Linked DNA regions of Xenopus tropicalis: region 1 is linked to region 2. The links are chromatin contacts, called in public Hi-C maps. All regions are on one chromosome and are shown on one strand. The core of a region is the stretch at or near the end of the contact, and the rest is flanking DNA. Distances in the headings are between cores, read along the strand shown. Region 1 holds the start of cyp26a1 (cytochrome P450 family 26 subfamily A member 1). Region 2 has its middle 29 kb from the start of aldh18a1.

Region 1 (6,093 bases), core at 2,401-4,900, 59 kb after region 2:
GTCTCCGGGAAGCGGTGTGAGAAATCGGTCCGGGTTAAATTCGTCCTTGTCGGGAAACAGCTCCGCCTCGCCGTGAGTGTCAGCAATGCTGTATATAACATTCCAACCCTTGGGAATCTGATAGCCCTGAAAGAACAAAGAGCAGGCCATAAATAGCAGGCAACTGGCACTACAGGTAGTGTCACTAGTAGAAAGGTGTTATGTGGGGTGCTGGTTTCTCCCTAGAGGGGGCTGTAAAATCATAAAAGAGGGATTCTATTACAGGTATCAGGAACACTGTGCTGCTACACGCAGTGAACTTTCCTAAAGGGTAAAACCCAACACATGGACACTGCACTGGGGCCTATGGGGATGCCGATATAAAACTACAATATAACAGGCTCTAAGCACAGAGAGAGACGTTTCAGAAAGGGGAACTTACATTTAATACAAAGGTCTTGAGGGCCACACGAAATCCACCCGCCACTGGTGGGCTGAGCCGCAGGGTCTCCTTAATGACGCAGCTAGTGTACTTTAACTGTTGGAGTACTTCAATGCTCAGCTCCTTCTTCTCCTCGGGTTTATTAGACAAGAGACCCTACAGAGGAAAAAAAAAATAAAGATATAAGTCATGTTTTAATCAATAAAAATGTCCCATTGCATCTGCATATTTCATTAGAACTACCATGCCTATAAGCCCCCCACACACCCCTATAACTACCCTTAATACTGCAAGCAACTGTGAGTAACCTGTGGTTTTTTTTCTGTTGTTGCATACACTGCTGCACTGTTTGGGTGGCACTATTGTATATAAATTATATATATATATATATATATAGCAAGACAATGAGCCGCACACGCAGGGACTTTGTTAGAAAACAAAAATTTAATGAAAACGATCCTATATATATATAGTTGTGGATTGACCCATTACAGTAGTGCCACTGGCAAATAGGGCAGCTTGCACTGCATGTGGTGCACTATAAACAAAAGGTTCTCTCAAACGGCATACAGCTAGATTGTAAGCTCTTATGACCAAAGCCCTTATAAAAAATGGCCTGCCACTATTATTTGGATCCGGCTAAATTACCTGTGATTCAAGCTCCTTGCGGACCTTTTCCAGAACGTCTTTGTGAAGTGCAAGAAAGGTGGTGAGGGACGTGGCAGCACTGGCTGTGGTTCCGTGGCCTCCAAACAAGAGTTCCGTTGCCGATTCTTTCAGAGCCTGCAAGAGTTAAAATAATGCTTTAAAAAAACTACAACATGTTATACAGGCATTTACGCTCTTCACAAAATGGTGACACCTGCATGGCAGATTAACCACACAATGTGACGGAACGCTCTAAAGAGGATGATGATGATATTTACCTGCAGGTTGACAGGTTCACCAGTCCGGCGGCTGTGGTCAATCAGCAGCTGCAGGGCATCCCTGCACTGTCCGTCTGGTTCCCTTTGCAGCTTTTCCTTGATATTTTCTTCAATTTGGGCATGAATTATGTTTCTGGCCCGCAGACCCTATTGTGGAGAAAAATTAAAGTCAACTTTTAGTTGCCAGCATTTCTTAATATGCTCATTTTGTCTGGGCATTGCAGAGACTTCAACATGCAGGAATTAATATTATAAATACAGCCTGCCATACTAGTTTACATGATTGTATTCTGCCCATTATAATACCTTGTAAATAACTACCCAGGGAGGGAATAAATAACTTTTTTTTCTATAAAGAATGAGTTGGCTGTTGGGATACACAGGGTTAAAGAGAAGAGCATGCAGTTCCTGGCTTACCCGGTAGAGGCCGCTAAATGGCACATCAATAGGCAAAGAGAAGAGATTTCGGGTCATTTCCTCGAAGGCTTCTAGCAGCGTCTCCTCCTGTTCGCGGCCCAAGCGCTGGGGATCGCAGCCGAGCAGCAGCCTCATTGCGATGCGGAACATCAGTCGCTTGATGGCGGGATACACCAATACACAGGAGTCGCTTTGCAGCCACAGGTTGACGGAGCGTCTGAGTTCTTCTTCCATCAGCGGGACGTAATTGGCGAGGGCTTCCCGGGAGAAGGCTTGCATGATCACCTGCGGGCAACACCATCATTAGCCCCATTGGCACCCAGCACTACACTAGGGCGCCCCATTACTACTCCCAGCAGCCTGTCAGTCGGTTGCAGGGAGTTGTACCCCCACCCGATTGGCCCTACATTAGATCAGATAAGTATGTTCCATTGATTGGCCCGGAGCAGTGCGCACACACGCAGGGTTAATCCTTTCCAGGTGTCAGTAGAGCCCCCCGCTGGGGTTCAGCAGGGGGAGAGATTAGCAGGTTCATCCCAAACAAAGATTAACCTCCCCATCACCCTGCTGAAATGAAATCTCCCTCTGTAGAATAGGCCCCCGGGGGCTTTTAAGGGATGCGATCCCCCACCAGGATGAGGCAGGGCGCAAAGAAAGGGTGAGAGATACAAATTGATGCATTAGACCCAGGCATTTCTCTATGGAACCACTGGTGGCGCTGCAGTTACGCGCATAAAACGACTGCTGTCGCTAAAAACAGCTGGAGAAACGCTGTAGAATGGCGCTACTTATGCTTTCTAGAACCTGTGGAACCGACACCCTGGGTGCCAGCTGTAATTCAGCAATAGCTGCAGGGCCACTGCCCTAGTCTATGGGTATACGCTTACCTTCTTGGTGTACTTGTGCTCGGAGTCGTGCAGGTTGGACAGACAGCCGGCCCCCAGGATAGTGCGGACAGATGCCGGCCAGTGAACGGACACCAGCTTGTGCTCCCCCAGTAGGATCTGGCGAACGTTCTCTGCGCCCGTAACGCGCACCGTGGGGCTGCCGAATAGATGCGTCTTGTAGATGCGACCGTACTTCCTTCGCTTAACTTGGAGGAACTTGCGCCTCTGGTTTGGGGAAGAAAGAAGAGCAGATTAGCGCCAAAGTGTTGGCCAGCAGAGATGGTTAGCGCCAAAGTGTTGGCCAGCAGAGATGAATAGCGCCAAAGTGTTGGCCAGCAGAGATGAATAGCGCCAAAGTGTTGGCCAGCAGAGATGGTTAGCGCCAAAGTGTTGGCCAGCAGAGATGGTTAGCGCCAAAGTGTTGGCCAGCAGAATTGCCAGCGCATTCTCTAACAGATAGCCCAAGGTTTGCTGCAAGGGCCGAAACGCTGGGCTGTTTCAAACGAGTGACGTGTGAGCCTGTATTTTTGCTACTGAGCCAATGGGTGCGCATTTCGGTTCGGACTGGGCTCTGCTTCAGCCTGGCACACTATAGTATAAGTTGGTACCTAAGTTGTTACAGTTTTCAAAGCAGAAAGTTACTTTGTACCTATCTATAATCGCAGTTTCATACGACTTGCTACTTTGTTTCCCCCCTAACAAACTCTGTTGCGCACAGGTGCCTCCTACATTCCCAACTGCGCGCTAAGCTGCCTGGGCTCCCCAGTACATACATGTACATACCTGCAGCACCATTTGCAGAGTCTCTCCAAAGAAGGGCAGCCCCATAGTGCCAGGGGGCAAAGGGTTTCTGCAGCTGGCATCCTTGCGGCTTAGGCAGTACACTTCCCATAGCTTGGCAGCTGTGAGCAGGAGTAGTACTGGCAGTGCCAGGGTGCACAGGGCGCTGGTGAGCAGAGTGTATAGATCCATGGCAGGAGGAGGCTACCTGAGCTGGAAGCAAGGTGAGCCCCGGAGTCAGTCTGCTGCTGCCCCATGCTTTGCCCTTTATATACTCTCCCCGCTCTGCCCCCTTTTTTACCTTGGTCAGATAAATTAGTTCAAACAAAGTTCATCTTTAATTGCAGATTGTAGCATCACCCTGGGACTCCTCCCACCTGGACACGACTCTACCCAAATTCTTTAACCATTTGGCTCCCATTACCACCCCCAGACAATCAGCATTTCACTGTGAATAGGTGTTAATTTACTCACTACAATGAGTCGCGTTCGGGCGCACTGTGCCGCCCCCTTTCCACCACCAGTCGCCTAAAGTTCTGCAACTGAATAGTCTGTTTTATAGATCTATACGCGGGTTTGGGGTATTTACATTGAATGTATTCGTTTTAGTATTGGAGATGTCTAACCCGCCTGTCGCAGTGTTGCAGTGCACAACAGCTGGAGGGAGTTAGCAGGTTGGACAAGAATCTTCTTATACTATAACCCTTTTACTTTTATCAACTCCCTCCGCCGCCAAAGGCTCCTCGTAGTATTTACTGATGCAGTAAAATTATTTTGCGTCATAGAGAAGCGCATTTGCGCTTCTCTACAACGCAAAATAATTTTACCGCATCTGTTGACTTATTATTATAAACCATAGAATTGAATGTCAGCACCAACAATACACCCTCTTTCTTAACTTAGCATGGGACAGAGGCAGCCAGTGCTTTCTCCCTGCTCCTATTGCCGCGCAAGGAATGTACGAAGCTGCCCCATGTATTACAGTAATGGGACTCACTGTACAAGTTTCATCTCTTATAAACCGAGCGCTTGGCCCGAGCTTCACCCCAACTCACTGATTGTATTTACGTCCTGAGTCCCGGGAGGGAGAGTCGCAAGTAAATTCTCCGACTTATGATGCAGCGCTAATCGCTGGTTCAAACTCAGGTCAGCGAGGGAAAGCGAGGTTATAGCGCAAGGTAAACACACGGCCGTTACTGCCCACGCTTCGCTTTTTTTTTCTTATGGACTTAATAGTAATGATCATAATAATAGATCAGAGCGCTGAGCAGATGCCGAGCCAATAATGCGCGCTAAATATCTCCCAAATGTGCGTATGGCAGGGGCTGAGCGCTGATACCCAGGCAATAAAGCGCCTCTCAGCTTGGATTAGTAGCTCATTATGGCGGGACTGTATATCAGCAGGCACAGAAAAGCATCATTTTTGTCTTCTTTTCTTTAATGTTAAATATAAACTAGTGTTGCCATACTGCAATTTCAGCAAATTAAAGGGGATTATTCACATCAATATGGGAACAGTCTTGATGGTGAGTGTTTTGACCCGGCTCCCCAGTATCACAGGGCCACTTAGGCTAAAAGTACAAAGGGTATATTATATCGTGGAACAATTCTCTGCATATGCCATATACAGCCATGTCCAAACTGAAGCCCTCCAGCTGGTCTACAGCAACAGTAGTTTGACAGCCGCTGGAGGGCAACAGGTTGGACAGCTGTGATTTATGGAATTGCTCTTTCTCTCAGACAGGCCCTTGTCTCCAATTCCAGTCCTGAGTGGCAGTATAATGACACCATGTGTACTGAGGCCATCAGTGAACTGCACAAGGGATAAGGTAGATTTCTGTTGAGGGGATTCTGGGAGTTGTAGTTCAGATTCCCCTGGCTTTATACTGATCCAATGCCATGTTTAGTTTAGCGAGATACCCCATACACTGAAGGTGGGGTTCCCAGTTTTAAACACGACTTGTGGGACTCCCAGAGATAAATGATAACTTGTAATTGTGCTTCTTTAGGTGATTCAGACAGAAATCATGGGGCCCCCTAAAAAGGAACTTGCTACAAAGTGGATGGTGTGGATCAGGGTTATTCTTGTGGTTTGGTTCTAAGCAGGTTCCAAACAAAAATAACAGTATGGTCAGTCTGGCAGAGAGCACGCTGTTATACTGTAGGATACCTATGGATAAATGAAGGGCTCCCACATGGCACAGAAGTACAACTTCCAGCTTTCAGTTTTCAATTTAAGAGCCCCAGGAGGGTGGTATGTTGCTAATACACTATTACAGAGGATTCAGTGCCAAGTTGTAACCATAATGCAAGTCTCTGAGTGGGAGGAGAGGTGAGGGGGAGAGGTGAGCTCTTTATGAGTTGCACTTGTTGAGGGTTAGGTACCCTGCACCACTTGTGCACAGGTGGCATCTAAAGAGGGCTATATCTCCATCCAATACATTTACTGGTCTGGACTTTTCCCCTTTGGCATTCACAGTTCAGTTTGCATACTGCGCAGATCACCAAAAAACTGCTTTCCACCCCCTCAGCTCCACCACCAGATTTATCTGCAAATGTCCAGCAGTGGCTAGGGGATTTTTAAAGTATTTCTTTATATATGGGCTACCCCTTAGAGCTGTATCCAGTCCTGGCTGTATCACCAGTCACTGTATGTCAGTAT
Region 2 (5,668 bases), core at 1,385-3,884:
ATTAAAAGGAACATAGATTTGCGGGAGGAAGGAGTTATTCCAATACAGAGCGCTGGTAAAGCCCCATCTAGAATATGCCGTTCAATTTTGGTCTCCGGTGCTCAAAAGGGATATTATTGAGTTAGAGGATCCAGAGAAGGGCAGCTAAGCTGGTAAAGGGTATGGAAAGTCTCAGTTATGAAGAAAGACTGGCCAAGTTGGAGTTGTTTACGCTGGAGAAGAGGCGCTTAAGGGGTATATGATAACTATGTATAAATATGTAAGGGGTTCTTAATAATCTCTCTAATGCTTTATTTACCAGACACAAGGGCACCCATTCCATTTAGAAGAAATGAGGTTCCATGTAAATATTCAGAAAGGATTTATTACAGTGAGAGCTGTGAAGTTGTGGAATTCCCTCCCGAATCAGTCGTACTGGCTGATACATTATATAGCTTCAAGAAGGGGTTGGATGGCTTTTTAGCTAGTGAGGGAATACAGGGTTATGGGAGATAGCTCTTAGTACAAGTTGATCCAGGGATTGGTCCGATTGCCATCTTGGAGTCAGGAAGGAATATATAGGCATAAATAGTTTAACTTCATGGATGTGTGATCTCTTTTTAACCTAACTTACTATGTTACTATGATAAGCTGTATTGTTAAGAAACCACTTCTGCATCTGACAATGATTTAGACTTAGTTACGTTCACATCCTTGTTGCTGAGTTGTGTTCTTATTGGGGGAACTTGGCTAATGGCCGACTAAGCTGTTTGATATTTTATTGGATACCTGATATCAGCTCAGAATAAAGGATTTTTATTTTGTTTATTGTTGGGCAATGTATTATGTATAAAATGTATTGTTTGTATTATAACAGTAAAGTGGTTCCACATGCACAAAGGCAAATGCATGCACCTGTATAAGCTGTACAGTTCACACTACCGGTGCTGGAAATGAACCTTATTTGCTCTCTCTTACTCTTGTAATTGAATTTGTTTCAGCGCAGTGTCCAAACAAACACTAGGGATTGCCATGATTGATAAGAAAGTGTGCCTATCATGGTAATTCTCTATTTAAACACTGCAGCAAAAGCCATAAATTACTAACAGTGCTGCAAATGCACTTAACTTGCCATCAGCAGCCTAACAGCAATCAGGGGAGAATGTCAGAGTTTGCATATTTCCTTACAAAACTATTATTGTGTATCATCCTTTGTTAATGGCCCTGATTCTGATGTTTGCTTTGGTATTAATGAAATTACTGTCATTACAAATGGATTGGGTAACATTTTTGATAATAATACTACTACTACTAATACAGTATATATAGTATATAATATATTTAATTTATATAATAATGCCCATACAATATATCTTAATTCTATGCACAGAACTATTTCAGGGCTGCAGTTCATGTTAAGACCACCCAGTATGTACTATACAGAGCTATGGGAGCTATTATTCCCAAACCTAATATCCAGACAGCTCCAAAATATGGCATTGACATTTTTCATAAAGTCCCATGTAAACCAAAAATTCTTAGAATACAACTGATTTGCTTTTTTGCAATAGACAGTGCCTTGATAACTAAGCTAGCATAAATCCGCTTTTATGGCAAAATTGCCCTGTTGGGATTTAATGGTTTATTTTATTTTTTGTAGCCTTAAGGCATGGTTCTCCAAATTATGGAAGATCCCTTATGCAGAAACCCCCACGTCCCAAGCACTAAAGATATTAGACCTATACCAGCACTGCCAGCAATAAAGGAAAATACAAATCCAGTGCTTATTGGGTTCAGGATCAAACATTTTTATAGGGGTGAGTTCCCAGTCTCATTATAAAGACCCCGGAGCCCATATATTTGTACAATGGGACAATGTTTTTTTATATTAATACAGATGCTATAGGTGTTCCGTGCTTAATGCGGTTTAGTTCATTTCTGCGAATTGGACGTAATTGTGGGCAAAGCGAAATTGCGTCAAGAGCATCCCCCCTTTTCAATTGCAATGGCTCTGGAATTTTAGGGAAGAAAACAGAGCACTGTGGGAAAAAACATGGTGATTGCGCTCCAAATTGCACTTTGCTCAAAACGTACCTGCGCACTTGTCTATATTGGTATTTAGAAGGAAACCACTACAGCTGGCTATGTCCATTCAGATTTACAGTGTAATGACCATGAATTAAAAAAAAATTAAAAAGTTGAAATTCCTTAAAGAAATGGACACGACCTTTGGGCAAATGAGTGAAATCTTATTAGGAAATCTTTGTTTTTGGAAGTGTCTCTTTCTTTTCAGTGGTAAGAGGAGCGAATGACGGAGCTTCCGCCATGCTTCCTGCACTCTGCTCCTCTTCCCTTTTCCCTCCCCTGGAAGCACAAGAGGGAAAATAAGGTGAAGTTTGTTTTGGGAGAAAAAAAAAAGTCATTTTCCCTTTGATTTGTTTGGAAAGAGAGGCAGAGATCTTTATCGCCGGGGTGTCATGTGTGCCACCAAATGCCCATAAGATCCAGTAAGTTATCTCTCAGCTTTTAGTAGCAGGCAGTAAAGCGTATGGTAGCTAAAACAGATAAATGGGATGCAAGGCTCAGGCAATAATAACATGTCAATGAACTATGATTTACCCTGGTGCTCTTTGTGAACTCCTGCTCGCTCGGTGACCTGATCTTATCTATTGCTTTCCCACTCAGTGCAGCTTCTGTTTGTAATTACCCCATTTAAAGAGCATCCCTTTAGAATAGCTTACATGTTGGGATTCTTTCAGGATAATTATATTAACTACACATTTAAGCTGAAATGCACGGCCGAGCTGTCCTAGCAAATACTCCAGACTGGTAGCCGGTGCTGACAGAGACCCGTTGTCTCCATCTTATACATTCCAGACAACTTCTTTAGGTAGTTGTACCCTGAGAATAAACGGCACCTTGCCTCTGTGTCTTTCATTGTGCATTGGTGTACGTCAGTATATATTAATTGATATAGGTATGGGGCCTGTTATCCAGAATGCTTGGGACCTGTGGTTTTCTGGATAATAGGTGTTTCCATAATTTGGATCTTCATACCATAAGTGGGCTTGTTATATTTTTAAGAGAGGAGTTTCTTACTGATGATCTCTGTACATCCCTGTGTTGTCACATGGATGTATTCTTCAGGTATAGGACCTATTATCCAGAATTCTCGGGACCAAGGGTATTCTGGATAAGGGGTCTTTCCGTATTTTAAATCTCCATACTGTTATTGTACTAAAAAATCAGCAAAACTTTAATAAACCTAATAGGACTGTTTTGCATCCAATAAGGATTAATTATATCTTAGTTGGGATCAAATACAGGTACTGTTTTATTATTACAGAGAAAAGGGAATCATTTAACCATGAAATAAACCCAATAGGGCTGTTCTGCCCCCAATAAGGGGTAATTATATCTTAGTTGGGATCAAGTACAGGTACTGTTTTATTATTACAGGGAAAAGGGAATCATTTAACCATTAAATAAACCCAATAGGGCTGTTCTGCCCCCAATAAGGGGTAATTATATCTTAGTTGGGATCAAGTACAGGTACTGTTTTATTATTACAGAGAAAAGGGGTCTATGGGAGACGGGCTTTCCGTAATTTGGAGCTTTGGGTAATGGGTTTCCGGATAATGGATCCCATATCCGTATGTTGAACTGTGTAAATATATATGTGTCTGTGTATATATATATATATATATATATATACACATAGAGAGAGAGAGGGAGAGAGAGAAATCTCAATAGTTAGATACATAATAATCAATAATAGTAGCTTAACTGGCAAGCCCTGGGCTTCCACCACAAATAAAAACTTTGGAGGGGCCTAGTACAAACAGTTGAGGGGCTGGGAGGGGGGACTATGATATAGCAGACTCGCAGTCCGGGCCCCCTTACATAGATAGATAGATAGATAGATAGATATGTCTTTCATGACCAATTACATATACAAATAACTTTGAATCTTTAGAAAAGTTCAATGTATCTATATTGTAAAGCTTCTAACTGTATTTTCTTTCATTATGCTATCCTATCCCACCATAGTGTAACCTGCTTCAACACACTTCTTAGGAGTTCTGGATATGTTGGTCACTCTAGGCTGAGAGTGGTGCAATCAATCAGTAAGATGGAGTACTGTTGCCATTCTCCAGTGTACGGGAGGACTGTACCACTTACAGCAGCTAGGGGAGCTCCAACACACAAGAATATACAGCATAATGCAGCTAAATAGGGTTTTCACATTTATTTACTGAAAATCTGCACAAATATAACCCTGCATATATATCGTATTTTTCCCCTTTTATTGTAAAGCCTGGTTAGTAGTTCAGAACCCATGGCAGCTAAGCATAAATAAATCCTATTGTGACCCAGGTCAATTTATGCTACCTATGCTGGGAAGGTGGGCAGGAGTTGGCATCCTCCAGTTGACGGAAAAAGGGGTAGATTAAATAATAGTGACAGCAATGATGGTGATACCCAATGACACCCCTGCTGACAGGGGACATTAGTATACCAATACTAGTAGCAGTGGTACACAACCAGAGAAGAGATGAAGTTGTAGCCAAACTAGAATGATTCCCCTTTATTCCCCTAGATCCAATGAGAAGGGACAAGATGGACAAGGCTCTTTTATGTCCTCTGATTCTTCCAGCCTATCACCTGGCAGCCATTCCTCACACACTAATGTTACCTTCATTGCTACCATACACGCACATCTACAGATGGATCACACATTGTTTTTTATTCACGTGGCCCACTTAAGTGCTCTTGGTGGAGCACCACGGCACAACATTTTGCTTTATTCCTTTCAATAGAAACATGTGATAATCTAATTAAATGGAGCAGCATGGTTGGTTAGAGGAAGTTTGCTGCCTATTGTGCCTGATAAATTCATCTGTACATGGCACAGCTCTAGCAAAGTGATATGTATGTGGGTACCCAGTGCTTTGGACAATATCACTCCATTGGGTTGGCTAAACTTTGCTAAGTGACAGTTCTAAAATGCCCTTCAGGGCGCATGAAACTTTGAAAAATGTGCAGAACTAATGATATTAACAGTGCAATATATCACACTAACATATGGCAAGAAGAGCATTTTCACTTAGTCATGCATTTCCCAAAGCACATGTTTCCCAGAAACTGCCGTATGCTTAGTAGGCATGGAGACTTAGGGACCATGTATCTCCACCTCAATCCAGATCTGCAGTGTCAGGTCTCTAGCGTTAAAACTAATATCCCATTATCAAGTTGCACAGGAGATCCTGGATCACTGGCCCTTCCAATGATGAAACAATGACCCAGTTCCTCAGGATGTAAAGCTGCAGGATTATGGTAGCCCTCCGTTGGTTCTCTGCCACTTTTTTCAAGCAATGGAGAGGTAGCTTCCATAAACTGATGGGCAGCGCCACAGGGTTTACCACTTTACTTTGGCTGCTAATTATATGGTAACAAGGGGTTACAAGTTTTGCTTGGTGGGATACTTGTTTGGACATGGTATTGCCGAATGCAACAAAACTTTTTAGTGACCATCCTCTCATTTGGAGAAATGCCAGCAACGACTTTTTGTTCACAAACCTTCGGTACTCGATTCATGATTTAAAATTCCATAGGGTACAACAGTGTTAGACTGCACTCTCCTGAACCCACCAGGGCTTCAGCCTGGGGGCCCCCCACCCCAGTTGGG

What was found. Hi-C and Micro-C count contacts between places; a contact is called where the count stands out from the background.
Region 1: a contact with region 2 is called in a Hi-C map of neurula embryo, with 1.9 times the contacts expected there. The contact joins the promoter of cyp26a1 here to the enhancer-like site in region 2. A contact is called at or near these places in 2 of 5 Hi-C or Micro-C datasets (gastrula embryo and neurula embryo).

The regions. Positions count from the first base shown.
Region 1 is chr7:25,306,902-25,312,994 of UCB_Xtro_10.0, forward strand. It overlaps cyp26a1 (cytochrome P450 family 26 subfamily A member 1), which reads right to left and starts at 3,651. Exons shown (of 6, transcript NM_001016147.2): 1 at 3,435-3,651; 2 at 2,652-2,876; 3 at 1,765-2,049; 4 at 1,348-1,494; 5 at 1,165-1,204; 6 at 1-44. The coding sequence starts at 3,623.
Region 2 is chr7:25,249,222-25,254,889 of UCB_Xtro_10.0, forward strand. No RefSeq gene overlaps it. Among named protein-coding and RNA genes, the nearest start is that of aldh18a1, 29 kb to the left of the region's middle. Within about 2 kb of position 2,635, at least 1 of the 11 cell types and tissues checked has an H3K27ac peak or open chromatin away from gene starts, as enhancers often do. A contact at or near this core is called in neurula embryo, where this site is marked.